2 separate regions of the Sus scrofa genome follow, and region 2 is linked to region 1. Evidence: chromatin contacts called from public HiChIP or PLAC-seq data. All regions are on one chromosome and are shown on one strand. Each heading gives the region's core, a stretch centred on a gene start, on an enhancer-like site or on the middle of the called end of the contact. The rest is flanking DNA. Distances are from core to core; before and after follow the strand shown.

The links. HiChIP or PLAC-seq counts read pairs in DNA pulled down with a chosen protein or histone mark.
Region 2: an H3K27ac HiChIP or PLAC-seq map of alveolar macrophages shows a contact between it and region 1. The contact joins two enhancer-like sites. A contact is called at or near these places in 3 of 47 Hi-C or Micro-C datasets (blood, embryonic fibroblasts and fetal liver) and 1 of 2 datasets of contacts at active chromatin or transcription factors (alveolar macrophages).

Annotation. Positions count from the first base shown.
Region 1 is chr15:126,548,150-126,551,975 of Sscrofa11.1, forward strand. DOCK10 (dedicator of cytokinesis protein 10) reads right to left here. Exons shown (of 56, transcript XM_021074807.1): 5 at 937-1,009; 6 at 550-672; 7 at 155-289. Among named protein-coding and RNA genes, the nearest start is that of DOCK10, 160 kb to the right of the region's middle. Within about 2 kb of position 1,457, at least 7 of the 83 cell types and tissues checked have an H3K27ac peak or open chromatin away from gene starts, as enhancers often do. A contact at or near this core is called in alveolar macrophages, where this site is marked.
Region 2 is chr15:126,684,529-126,687,959 of Sscrofa11.1, forward strand. All of the region lies in intron 1 of DOCK10 (dedicator of cytokinesis protein 10), which reads right to left. Among named protein-coding and RNA genes, the nearest start is that of DOCK10, 26 kb to the right of the region's middle. Within about 2 kb of position 1,368, at least 2 of the 83 cell types and tissues checked have an H3K27ac peak or open chromatin away from gene starts, as enhancers often do. A contact at or near this core is called in alveolar macrophages, where this site is marked.

The DNA.
Region 1 (3,826 bases), core at 207-2,706:
TAGCCTTGGTCTCCACTAAATCCTTTGAGTCCAGAAGAGTCCTTGGCTCATTGTCAGACACTCCATAAGCCACTTTTAGAATAAATGGATGATGATTGGATGAACACATTAAAAAAAAAAAAAAAACCTCAGGGGAGAGGAGATTTCTACTCACCTGTACCACACCTGTACAAGAATCCAAAAAGATGCAGCCTTTGGGTTCTTTGGATATTTTTTCATCTTTGTAAAAATTCATGATGTAGGAGTTATCTGGCAACTGAGTCAGCTGGAAGAAGCGCTTTTTGAATGACTAAATAAAGGAAAAAATAAAAGGAGGTAGTTCAAATTCATGGAAGTTAGCATTTTTCTAATTGCTTCAAGAGTGCTACATTTCTAGGGTATTGGTCTAGAGAAGAGCATTCCTCTCTCTTATAAATAAAATATGACATGAAACACAAACTCAATACAAACAGCTGCCCTCAGTTCTGCGACCTAAGCAGGGGTGGGGTGGGGTGAGGGGGCGGGTGAAAGAAAGGTGGCAGAAACAGATGGATCTTGATGTCTCCTTACCCGAACAGTAACGGTATTATTCACGGTGCTGTTAAAATTCCCCTTGTACAGCCAGCCAGACTTGAAAACTCCAGTTCCTCCCGCTCCCCCACCGCCCTTGGAAGACGAGTGGGAGGTGGTATCCTGTGCAAAAGGCATCATTAACATCACAGCATTCTTTTGTGAATCCCAGCTCTTAGACCCTGTGCTTAAAACCGAGACTCCTCCTCTCTTTGATTCATCTTAAATAATCATGTTCCCTTTCAAAACAAACATGATTCATGCTGCCTAAAAGCCCTCACACCAACAGCTATTGCAGCTGTATGAAAAACTGGTCAGAATCTGAAACATGCTCATGAGAGGCAGAGCACATTTTCCTTATGTTTGAAACATTTCACTTTTACTTACTTCATCTTTATCAGCATCTTCATGGTCAACCTCAAAGGAATGTGAAGGAAGTTTCTCTGGTTTGTATTCTGCTCTGATATTAAAAAAAAAAAAAAGATTCTGATTTGTCATTTGACACACTGCTTTCAGCGGTTCCCTGGGTAACAGCGACTGTGGTGGCTTTCTTACATGTTTGCATAAAATAATGTAATCTCATGAGGGTCCCATTGCCTTTGGAAGTATTACCTTTCCCCCATACCATTCTATCTTACCTCCAGTAAATACATCTTCATTTTAAATCATATTCGTACAGAGTTACACATACCCTTTTTAATTAGACAAAAGCAAGTGGCATCATTTTAAAGGTTTGGTGATTTAAGTTGTCCTTCCTCCACATTTTGAAGTGGAATATCAACAAAGTTGTGTTATCCTTTTTTTTTTTTTTTCTTTGCTATTATATGACATGCCCAAGGGTACAGGCTGGCCATTTGAAGAACCGTGTTCCTGAGAACCAAGCTGCACTCCAGCCACTAGGCTGCGCTGCCCCCCTAACCTTGGCCTCTCCCCAAAGTCTGTACCAACATGACTTAATGGCAATTCACTCTGGGCATTCCCATGGTAGCAGAGAAAGGCCTCTATGTCAAAGCATCACTGACCAGCTTAGAGGAGCAAGAGCGTGCACGTGGCTCCACGAATGGTAAAATAAGATGGAAGCAGACTTTCCTCCCCTTGATTCTATCTCATAACACATGGTTGAATGGACACCAGACAACATCATCCGAAATTTTGGCATTCCTTTATACCTGGTTGGAAAATCCTACATTTTGTAGCTAGGAGAATTTGCATGGGATATTTGTCTTCTTTCAAATGATTTACATCATGTAGAAGCAACCTCGGAATCTTACTCTTGAGAAAAAGAAGCCCCAAGGCACACCCAGTATTCCCATTACGAATGGTTCGCTATGTTGATGGTCTTCCAGACAGAAGGGTGAATGATCAAGGACTCGTTATACTAAGGTACGCATAAAATCGCCAAGCCACGCATTCAGGTAGACATTCAGTGAATTCAAATGGGTTTAAAATATTCTTTACCCTCCTTGTGAAAAACAGGAAAATGCTCCTTCCCAGTTCATAGCAGGGAACGTTGCTAGCTCAAAAAGAACACTGTCGGAAGTTCCCGTGGCTCAGTGGTAACGAACCAGGTTAGTATCCCTGAGGATGCGACTTCAATCCCTGGCCTTGGTCAGTGGGTTAAGGATCCAGCATTGCTGTGATCTGTGGTGTAGGTCACAGAGGCTGCTCGGATCCTGCATTGCTGTGGCTGTGGTGTAGGCTGGCAGTTGCAGCTCTGATTAGACCCTGAGCCTGGGAACTTCCATAAAGCACAATGTGGCCCTAAAAAAAAAAAGCCCACTGTCATAGTAAACTGTGGAAAGCCCGAGATCAGAACCACATTTTCCATACCTGATAAAACTATTTTTTTCTATTGTGGTAAAAATATACATAACAGTAGAATGATTATTTTAACTATTTTTAAGTGCACAATTTAATAGCATTAAGTACACTTACACTGTATAACCATCACCACTGTCCCTCTCCAGATCATTTTTATTCCCAAGCTGACTCTGCATTAATCCAGATCTTGAAAACATGAATATATAATACAACCTTCCTCATCCATGACTTACTTGCAAATTCAAAGAAATTCAAAAATATATACCAAGAGAGCAGAAAGTTTGTACTGAAGTCTACATATGCACTACGTAAGTGGCACACTGCTTTTTATTAAATTATACATGGATATAATTAAACATTTGTACACAAATACTGGGTTTCCACATCTAGTCGAATATTGCTTTTTTAAAAAGTTTTATGGCCATGCCCACGACTTATGGAAGTTCCTGGGCCAGTGATTGACTCTGAAACACAGCCACCGCCTATGCCACAGCTGTGGCAATGCTGAATCCTTTTAACACACTGCTCTGGGCAAGGGACTGAACCCTCACTTCCGCAGTGACCCGAGCTGCTGCAGTCAGGTTCTTAACCCACTGGGCCACAGTGGAAACTCCCAAGTCTTGCTATTTGCTGAGAAGAAAATAAAGTCCATAACAGTTACTCACATAAATAGGTAGTACAAGAGATAGGGGTCAGAAGCCTTATCTCTGAAATGCTACTTCCTGTATTTAGGGCGCACTAACCCCAACCATCTTTAATAAGCATGTTAAGTAAGATCGCAGCCAATTTTCTTTTCCAAAGGATCTTGGTGTACTTGTAGTTCTTTCTCTTTCTTGCAGACCATTAGAGATACTCCAATTTATTTGAGCCAACTGCCACTGATGAGAACCTGCTCTGCATCTTTTGGTTAGGGTCAACCTTATGTGAAGGCAGATGAAGGTGGAGCCCACACTGTTATTTCAGGACCACTGGGAAATTCTTCTTACTCCACCAAAACATTTCTCTTCACCTTAATGATGCCTTGACATTCTTTGAACTGGAAACAGTTCCTTTGACCTTTTCATTTGATGGGCAAAATCAAGCCCTTAATAAACACAACTCTTCCTGCTCCCCCTGCTTCTGTGAAAGCAGACATGTTGCCAGAGATTCAGAGGCAGGTTCAAAGGGCTGAGTTAAGAGCAATTACTTGAAGTATTTTTGTCTACAGAGGAGAAAACATGAGTGTTCCAAGATTCTGAAAATAATGGCAGAGCAGTAAAGGCACTATTAAGGAAACATTGCACGTGAAAGACAAAGGGATGAGTAGAGAAAACTGAGGATGATGCAGAAAAGACATACTTGAACCTGGAAGGTCAACATTTGGCTCAGGGATGGCCCTAAACTGTATCCTAGTCCTTTCCTGTCAGTCTCCCTTTGACCTTGAAACAGTTCTATTCGTTTCTGAATTATTTATTCT
Region 2 (3,431 bases), core at 118-2,617, 140 kb after region 1:
GCCTGAGGAAGCATTTTTTTTTTTAACTAGCAGAAAATTGTTAGAGCTCATCAATGAATTTGGTAAAGTTGCAGGAAGACAAAATTAATACAACAGAAATCCACTGCATTTCTACATACTAACAATGAAAGATCAGGAAGAGAAATTAGGGAAACTTTCCCATTTACCATCACAACAAAAAGAATAAAATAAATAGGAATAAAATTACCTAAAAAGACAAAAGAACTGTACTCTGAAAACTATTAAGATGCTGATGAAAGAAATAGAAGCTTAGGAGTTCTCATCATGGCTCAGTGGTTAGCGAACCTGACTAGCATCCATGAGGATGCGGGTTCAATCCCTGGCCTCGATCAGTGGGTTAAAGATCCAGTGTTGCCATGAGCTGTGGTGTAGATCACAGATGCAGCTCAGATCCTGTGTTGCTGTGGCTCTGGCGTAGGCCAGTAGGGTTCCGACTGGACCCCTAGCCTGGGAAATTCCATATGCCGCAGGTGCGGCCCTGAAAGACAAAAAGACCACATAGAAGCATTATTTTTAACAAAAGATTTAGTTTCCTCTCTTCTCTTTTGGGTGTCATAGCAAGCGTGGGGACTGAACTGCTCATCTCTGCTTCTGAACAGGTGGAAGGGAGAAACCCTGGCCCAGGAATCCATGTGGAGCGAGCTGCCATTCCTTGCAGGACTGAATCAGGGAGCTGAGCAAAATGAGCAACGTGCATCCTGTCTTAACCATCGTTCTCTCCCTAGGACAGAGCATTCCGCTGGTTTCACAGAAGGGGATTAAGCCGTCGCCAAAGTGGGGGAAGTTCCAGACCTTTCCAAGCTGCCATGTGTATGTATGCAAAGCTCTGTTATCAATTAGCAACAATCTGGTTTTGAGTGGCTATCCCTTCCCTATACCTTTCCTTTTAAATTGTTGAAACACTTCCGTGATGATGTAAGAGAGAAAACAGCTTATGAGTTGAGCCACAGTGGACACCAATCCTCTAATATTTTGTTCATTGGCTGCCTGTGGGAGTTGCCACTGTGGCTCAGTGGGTTAAGAATCCCACTGCAGGGGGGTAGGTCAAGGCTGAGGTACGGGTTCCATCCCTGGTCTGTGCAGTGGGTTAAAGGATCTGGTGTTGCCACAGACAAGGCTTGGATTCAATTCCTGGCCTGGGAACTTTCATATGTTGCAGGTGCGGCAGAAGAAGAAGAAGGAGGGGAAGGAGAGAGGAGGAAGGGGGAGGAGGAGGAGGAGAAGGAGCAGGAAAAGAAGAGGGGGTTCTCTGCCTGTGCTGCAGCCCTCATATCCCTAGGACCCTGCTATTTATTACGTGTGGGATTTCGAGTGAGTAAAGGCTGTCCCCCGAACCACATGATGGGGTAGTTTCCTGAACAGATATGGAGAAATACCACACTGGCCAACTAATTCGGGCTCTGGGTTTCCAAGATCTGAAGCAGAGTCTCATGGTTAACTAAAAAGAAGACAACTGTGAATTTGGGGGTTGGCAACTTTAAAGCTCCAGAGAGCCGGGTTTAATTTTTTTTTTTTTTTTTTTCCTGGCTCAGATACAAACCCTCAAGCCAACCCCACTTCAGTGTTCCAGGCTCCTGCCTGGTTTTCTTCTTTAAACCCATTCCTGCCACTCCTGGCATCTACTCCCCTCCTGGCTTCCATGTGGCTCCAGCTGTTCAATGCCTATTATTTTCTATCCAACACAGTGGCCTGCACCACGTTTCTCGGCCACCAAATCTCCCATTCTGCCACAGACGGTTTATCCTCTCATCGTTGGGAGCTCCTTAGCAAACACAGCCCCGAGCCCTGGCTTTGGTATTGGGCTGGAATGCGACAGACAAAAAGATTGGAAGTTTTTCATGTTTGGTTTTTATTCTGCAAAGCATGGTCTGCTGATTTCACGATCATTAAGCTAAGGACCAGCAGCCAAAATCTGAGTATCATTTAGGTTAAGTTCCCATGCTTTCAATAAGCCAATGTGACCAATTGACAAAGCTAAACCAACAAGCCGAAGCCCCGAAGACACGGGTGTCCATTACAAGTGAATCTGCTTTCCATATGGTGTTCTTGTGCCTTAATTCCTTATGAATCTAGCTTCGTCAGAAATACAGACGCAACATAAAACCAACTATGTGTCTAGGCAGACACAGCACTTACCTCTATGTCTTTTCATAATTTGAAACTGCCAACAATGTAATGTGATTTTGCTTTCCTATAATACTCACATTAGCCATGATTCATAAGTGAATAGTCTAGCAATCGATATCAAGTATGTAACATTTTAAAAAGAGGAGCCATAACAATTCTAATTGTATGTCCTTGACATTTTGTTGAGAATAAGACATACATTTATGTTCATCTGTGGTCAATATATTCTATCGAGTGGAACAGATGAGTCACAGCAAAGACCAGGATAAAATATGGTGAACATATTGGCAAAGCAGGAGAAAAATCATGAGCTAATCAGAAAACAAAGGCTCTATTTTCTGCCAAACAATGTAACTCAGCAACATATAATATTTTAAAGGCAACTTTCCCTTCTACTTTGTTTTATTATGATTGTTCTCCAAAAAATCAGACTTTATTATAATATTTGTATGAACAACAGTGACACTGATGGCTGTAATGCATTCTGCAGGGTTTCTCTCCTCTGAGTAGAGGTAGCTATTTTAAGATTCCAAGGGACAATTTGTCAGCTTGATGGCAATTGTAAGATGATGTAACTTCCTAAAAACGTGTTGCAAGCATCTCAACATGAGATAAATGAAACAACACTTGCTGTCACTTAGGACAATCTCCATCTTCAGCAATCTAATTTCTAAGATACACTAAAGCACTGCCTCCTGTTAAAGAAAACGGGATTTGTTTAGATTCCCACGAATCTTGTGTTTCAGACACATACGCACTCCTCTTACAACCTGAGTGAAGACACCTCCATAAATGTGATGGAATGCAAATGTGACACAGAAATAGACTGTTTATATTCATCAGCTTTAAACACATCTGCAAAGATAAAACAATCAGAAATTTCTTTCAGGAATTTCTTTTTGGTGGGAGTGTTGGGCAAAAGGCAAGGGAGTTTAATGAAGGTGAGGGTGCTGGAGAGCTTTGTCTTGTGCTGAATAGCCAATGTGGTAGGGACCCTAAGGTCAAGTTCAGCAATATATCCCATGTCCATCAGAGGACCTGACTGCAGTGGTAGGCCATGGGCTAAATAGTGAGTGAATCATTAGTCCATCAGTGCTTCATTTCGGCTAAAGTTATGAAGATACTAATGCCTCATAACCACAATCTATGGCTCTACTACTCACCCCGGGATGCCAAGGTATGACTACAAAAACATCTCCATTCAAAACTGCCCTTCCTGTTTATTTGAATAAATTGTATTTGTTTAAAATATGTTAGAGAAGTGGGAGAAATGTGGGAAAAAG